2 separate regions of the Danio rerio genome follow, and region 2 is linked to region 1. Evidence: chromatin contacts called from public Micro-C data. All regions are on one chromosome and are shown on one strand. The core of a region is the stretch at or near the end of the contact, and the rest is flanking DNA. Distances in the headings are between cores, read along the strand shown.

Region 1 (3,019 bases), core at 249-2,748:
TTGTCATTCAGAATCACACAGACAGACACACACACACACACACACACACACACACACACACACACACACACACACACACACACACAGGTAAGAATACATACACTACTATCACTTTAAGCTGTATAGAAGTGTCTTGAAAAATATCTAGTCAAATATTATTTACTGTCATCATGACAAAGATAAAATAAATCAGTTATTAGAAACGAGTTATTAAAACGATTATGTTTAGAGATGTGTTCAAAAAATCTTCTCTCTGTTAAACAGAAATTGGGGAAAAAATAAACGGGGGCTAATAATTCAGGGGGGTTAATAATTCATCAAAAATACAGTGAAAATTGTGAAATGTTACTGCACTATGAAATAACTGTTCAAAAGTAGTGTATCATTTAATTTAATAGTTTATTTCTGTGATATTAAAGATGAATTTTCAGCTTCATTACTCCAATAGTCCCATAATCAATCAGAAATCACTCTAATATTAATTATTATTGTAAAAAGCAATAATTACTGGAGTGATAACTTCATTTAATAAACTTCAAGTAATAAATAAATATTTAAATAAGTGTTTACATTTTTTTTTTACATTTGATGATGAACAGAATAATTTTATTAAAAAAAATAAAAACATAAAAAGAACCCCAAAGTCTATATGTAAAAAACCGGTAATGTACATATAGACGTACATGTATAATAGTGGTTCAAATATCTGTCCTTAACACAGTGCATGACCAAAATATAAATATACATTATATTTTTGGGAATGCTCTGCGAACCTTAAATATTATACTTTAATATGGCATCAAAGTAAACATGCCAAAGCAGATATTTATGAGATGTTTATGAGTAAAGGGAAGGCACAATGACACATCTTACATTTTCAATATTTGGATACTAAAGACTATTTTTGAGTGTGTGTTTGAGCTGTACGTCATATATGACAGTATTGTTTATCTAATGATGTTTAGTGACAGACGAAGACAAGCAGTTGTGGGAAGTCAGAATAAAAATTCAGAAGATGGCAGCATTCAAACACAAATAAACAGATTCATTCAGTGTAATTGTTTTACACCACAACACTCTTGGACATCAGAAGTCCTGAAGCCAGTTCTTGAGGAGTGCGCAGTGTCTGATCTCAGCACTGACGCAGAATCTAACAAGGCTCTGTGACACATCTATGGTGTTGAGCATCATGTGATTAAAAACCCAAGACAACAACAACAATAGTCAGCCTTATGAAAAGACAACACTGCACTTATGCATGTTGTGATAATAACATTAGCATGGCCACGGTGTCAAGTGATGTCAGCGCCCTAATTATGAAGATGATGATCATGATGATGAAGCAGAGGGCTATTACTGCAACAAAGCGTTAAACAGCATTAACATCAGTTCAGCACTCACTGTTTCTGGACGAGCTCCTCGGCCGACAGCGGGCCTTGCTGCTGCTGGAATGATTTTAGCGACTCAAACGCTTTCATTAGCTTCTCCATGGTGGCCATTTTAACAGAAGCTGTGATGAAGATATAATCTGATCGGAGATAGGGTAATATTTACAAACTGAAAACGACAGCCAGTGTCACAGACTGGTAACGAGCGCTGTGCAGAATGCCGAAGGGAAACTGACGGTGTCGTCGAGACGGACACCCCCTCACGGAGGACAAAAGCCCTTCAAGTCCGGTCTAATTTCCGCACACCATCCGATTAGGACCATTGTTCAAACAATATGCTCTGAAGGTAGTTGATAGCACGTCCAGTTCCGAAAGCCATCTTAAAGCTGGGTTAGGAGAGCAACTGTTCTGCTGTATTTCCGGGTTAATAAAACTCCTGTCAAAATTGAAGTCCTCTAATTCATAATAAAATCAATGGCGAATGTCTGCATCTACAGCTTGCTTAGCTTGATTGTGATGCAAGTCTTCCGCCAGACCGACTGATAATGTTCTTGATCAATTACTAAACTTTTTTTTGTGTTTGTTTTGATAATTTAAAATTTGATGTAATATTTCTGACGAAACGAACATGTGTTATTGTTGTGTATACAAATATATTGGCAAATATACCCTATTGTACGTGTAAAAAGGACAGCTAGTTTCTGGAAAATTAATACACTTTATACATTTACTGTAATTGTGAAGACATCTAAACAAGCAAAACAAACAAATTAAATAAAACTATAGGTTGCTTTAACACAGATTATATTGTTTTTAAATCACACAAAATACATATTCTAATAATATTAAATTAATGGCTGGTAATTATAAATGTTATGTCAGATTTAAATATGTGCAACCATGTGGATCAGGGGTGCCCAAACTGGTTCATATGAAGGGCCAAAAACCAAATATCATTGAGAGCTGTGGGCCAAAGGTAAATACCCAACTATATTACATTAAAGTTGGCATGGGTAATTTCCTAACTTATTTCACTTTATTTTAAAATAAATAAAACAATTCTTTAAATTCTATTAATTATTATATTATAATTTTTATTATTTTATTAGTAGTATTATTATTAATTATTATCTTAATTGTATTGATGCAGTTATAACTTTTTTAATGATAACTTATTGTAATAACAAACAAACAATCGCATTTATAACACAGTGGAGTTCAAAAATAACTTTTAAAAATAAGACAAACAAACAAACAAAGGGTTGCATTAAATTTGAATGGACAATCTCAAAAGCATCCCATCATGTTTCCTCTATTCTCAGATGGGATGGTAGGTCAAATCAAAGATTACCATGGGCCAACTTTGGCCCGCGAGCATCTCGAGTATTGATCAACATGAAATGTACTGTCACATACTTTAAAAAGTGCATCTTTTATAACCTGATTATTGAACTTTCTACACTGTAAAATAACGCTGTAATATATTACTTTTTAAAGAATGTTCATATATCATCTAAAAACTTGACATTGTGAATGTCTTTAGAATTTTCAGAAATCAAATTTTTACAACTATATTAGAGAACATTACAGAAAATGGAAGCAAAAAAGCAATTAATTAATTAATTGAAATT
Region 2 (3,019 bases), core at 213-2,712, 92 kb after region 1:
AATGTTTAATTACATGTATGTTTTTTGGGCAGCACGGTAAAGCAGCCTCACAGCAAGAAGGTTGCTAATTCAAGTTCCGGGTGGACCATGTTGGTATTTCTGTGTGGAGCATGTTATCGCCGTGTTCGCGTGGGTTCCCCCGGGTGCAAAAGTCAAAAGACATGAAGTCAAAAGACATTATTTAAATAATTTCAAGACCTAATTGAATTTGAGTAAGTGTAGTGTGTGAATATAAGAGTGTAACATTTATTTGGAAAAATAAAACAAATTATTTACGTAAAAATCATATGGTCAAAGAGTATGAACATGGAGGTTTAAAAACCTTAGATTTTGAATCTCCTCTTGGCACTTTTAGAGTTATATGGTTGAAAGAGTGTTTAGCTAAGCCTTATTCAATATGGTATCATATCCCAAATAATTTGTTAAAAAAAACTGGTGGCCTTGAATTTGTATTAAGATGTGATCATGATTGTTCAAAGCTTCCTTTGAAGTTGTCTAATTTTCATAAGCAAATACTACTTTTTTGGAACCTTGCTTCTTGTTGCAGTTGTAACAATTTTAATTTATTTTAATGGTAAACATGCCTTGCGATGTTGATTGTTCCCTGTTTTGTGATGTAAATGTAAGAGTGTATGGGTGTTTCCCAGTGTTTGGGTTGCAGCTGAAAAGGCATCCGCTGCGTAAAACATATGCTGGATAAATTGGCGGTTCATCCCTATTTAATAAAGGGACTTTGTATAAATGTATGTATGTTGTTTAACTACAACTTGAGTGTTTATACTTTTTGAATTTAGGTATTGATGTCCCTCACACAATTCAGAGATCTGAAGTATTTGATTTGATAAAATAATTTAATTTAACGCTATTAACAACTGGGTTATTACATTAATCTTGTTTGGATTAAGTCCGTTTGCATTTATAAGAGTTCTGAAACCAATATGTTTAAAAGTACAAGTTCCCTGACCGGGAATCGAACCCGGGCCGCGGCGGTGAGAGCGCCGAATCCTAACCACTAGACCACCAGGGAGAGATGTCGATCAATAGGTTTAGATCCAGTATGAGCAAGTACTGCCCATATATATCATCATTGACTGCCATAATATTTAAGGTTATTGCGGTTCTTTCCGCTGTGGCGACCTCTGAAATAGAGACTAATAAGCCAAAAGAAAGTGAATGAATGTGTGCATGCTCATGATTCAGATCCTATCGTCAATATCTTTGGCGATTGTTTTTAATGAAACCACCAACATGTAAATTGCTTAACGATACAAATGTAATTTGCATTGTCAGTTTCTTGCAAAAACACGCTTGAATTGAGTAGCAGGGCCTGCAGCAATCATGTTGAAATCTAAAAAAAAATTAAAAATCAGTCAGATGTTGAAATACCGATGATGACCGACAGGACGCGCCCGCGACGTGTTTGTTTGAAAGGCCCACATGAGCACTCTGACGTAGGCTTGAAATCTAGCCAGGTAACGGTGTCGGTGCAAACAGGAAAATTACCTCTTTTACTCGACTTATTTGGAGATAGATTAGAGCGACAGACGCGTTACAATGCCGGGTAAGTCCTCTTAGCTGCTCATATCTGTGAAAAGAGCCATGTTTAATGTTTTGACTTTGAAACTGTTGTGTGCTTCTCTCACCCTCTTTGTTTTGTGAAATGGTTGCCTTCGATTAATGCGTAGAGTGGCAAATATAAGTAATACAACAGATGTAACGTTAAGTGAAACGCAGATTAAGCCGATGAAAACTCACTTTGTAGAGTTTTGTGTGTAGCGCTGTGAGCATGGAGGCCTAGTGATGTGTCTGCGATGCAGGCTAACTCGCGCATTTAGCACGCTACTTAATTTAACGTTACCACACGAAAGCCTTTTAAACTATTCAACACAACAAGTACCACATTTGCTTAAATGGCAGGTGGGTAACCTTTAAACACTACTAAGTACGGTCATAAAATGGGGTTTCACGTGGAAAGAACGTTGTTGTTGTTGTTATGTGTCGGCGGTGGCTCGTGCTAACGCGCATAGCTTCATAGTTACAATATACACTAACGGGGCGTTAGACAAACGTGAGCAAGTGTTTAACTTTTTTTTACTCAAACGAAGTTGTTCTCGTAAGCAAAAGGGGCTGTTTTAATTTGAGGCTTTCTTTAATAGTTTATACTAAAGATAGTTATCCCTTGAGCCTTGGCCAGGCCTCACGTTACAATGAATCAAATCCATGTGGAGAAAGATGGTGTCGACTGACCTCCTCTTTGTCTCATTTATGCAACACGCTGATAGTTATTAACAGATAGTTATATAATGATCTTTAAACCGTGTGTGTTACGCACTGCGTCGTGTAGCGGGCATTAGAAAAGCTTAATAAACGTTATCCTGCCTTGAGTTTGCCACATCAAACCACTAATTTGCCAGCGTGTTTAGTGTTTGTACTTTACAAAGACACCAATCATATTGCTGTATAGTTATATAAAATGTGTGTTAATTATGCTTTCATGCAGTTAAATCATTCATTTATCCCGTGTACCGCGAGTGTTGATGTAAACATGTCTTTTCACGAGTCTCTTGTGTTCACAGGCATCACTTTTGTCGTCTGTCTGTCTGTACTGAGGCTGTTGATTTCTGTTTTTTGAGTATTAACATTGCGTTTACACTCCCAGAACCTGCTGATATTAACAGTCCGGAGGTAGCAAAGACACCAGGAGGCGGCAGTGGACAAGGGAAGGATGAGAATGTTGTGAACGGACACAAAGAAGGGGATGCAAACCCTTTCGCGGAGTACATGTGGATGGAGAACGAGGAGGAGTACAATAGACAGGTCAGTGTGAAGCTGCTTAATGTGTGACATCTCAAAGAACACCTTTTGTGCTGGTTGTTTATACACACTTGAAAATGGGATTCACAAATTAGGTTAAAGACTCTTCAGAAAGAAATTCTCGTTGCAGTCATTTGGTTGACCTGTATTTGAAATAAAATGATGCCATGATGTGGTTCGACAGATTAGTGACCGTTTGTGTATT

What was found. A called contact is a pair of places that touch in the nucleus more often than the background predicts.
Region 2: a contact with region 1 is called in a Micro-C map of caudal fin, with 5 times the contacts expected there. The contact joins the promoter of paip2b here to the promoter of htt in region 1. A contact is called at or near these places in 4 of 18 Hi-C or Micro-C datasets (caudal fin, embryo, hematopoietic stem cells and 1 more) and 2 of 4 datasets of contacts at active chromatin or transcription factors (caudal fin and gastrula embryo).

Annotation. Positions count from the first base shown.
Region 1 is chr1:44,462,856-44,465,874 of GRCz12tu, forward strand. It overlaps htt (huntingtin), which reads right to left and starts at 1,499. Exons shown (of 67, transcript NM_131018.1): 1 at 1,402-1,499. The coding sequence starts at 1,499.
Region 2 is chr1:44,554,549-44,557,567 of GRCz12tu, forward strand. It overlaps paip2b (poly(A) binding protein interacting protein 2B), which reads left to right and starts at 1,463. Exons shown (of 4, transcript NM_200766.1): 1 at 1,463-1,561; 2 at 2,660-2,817. The coding sequence starts at 1,555. trnae-cuc (transfer RNA glutamic acid (anticodon CUC)) reads right to left here and starts at 1,027; the gene lies at 956-1,027.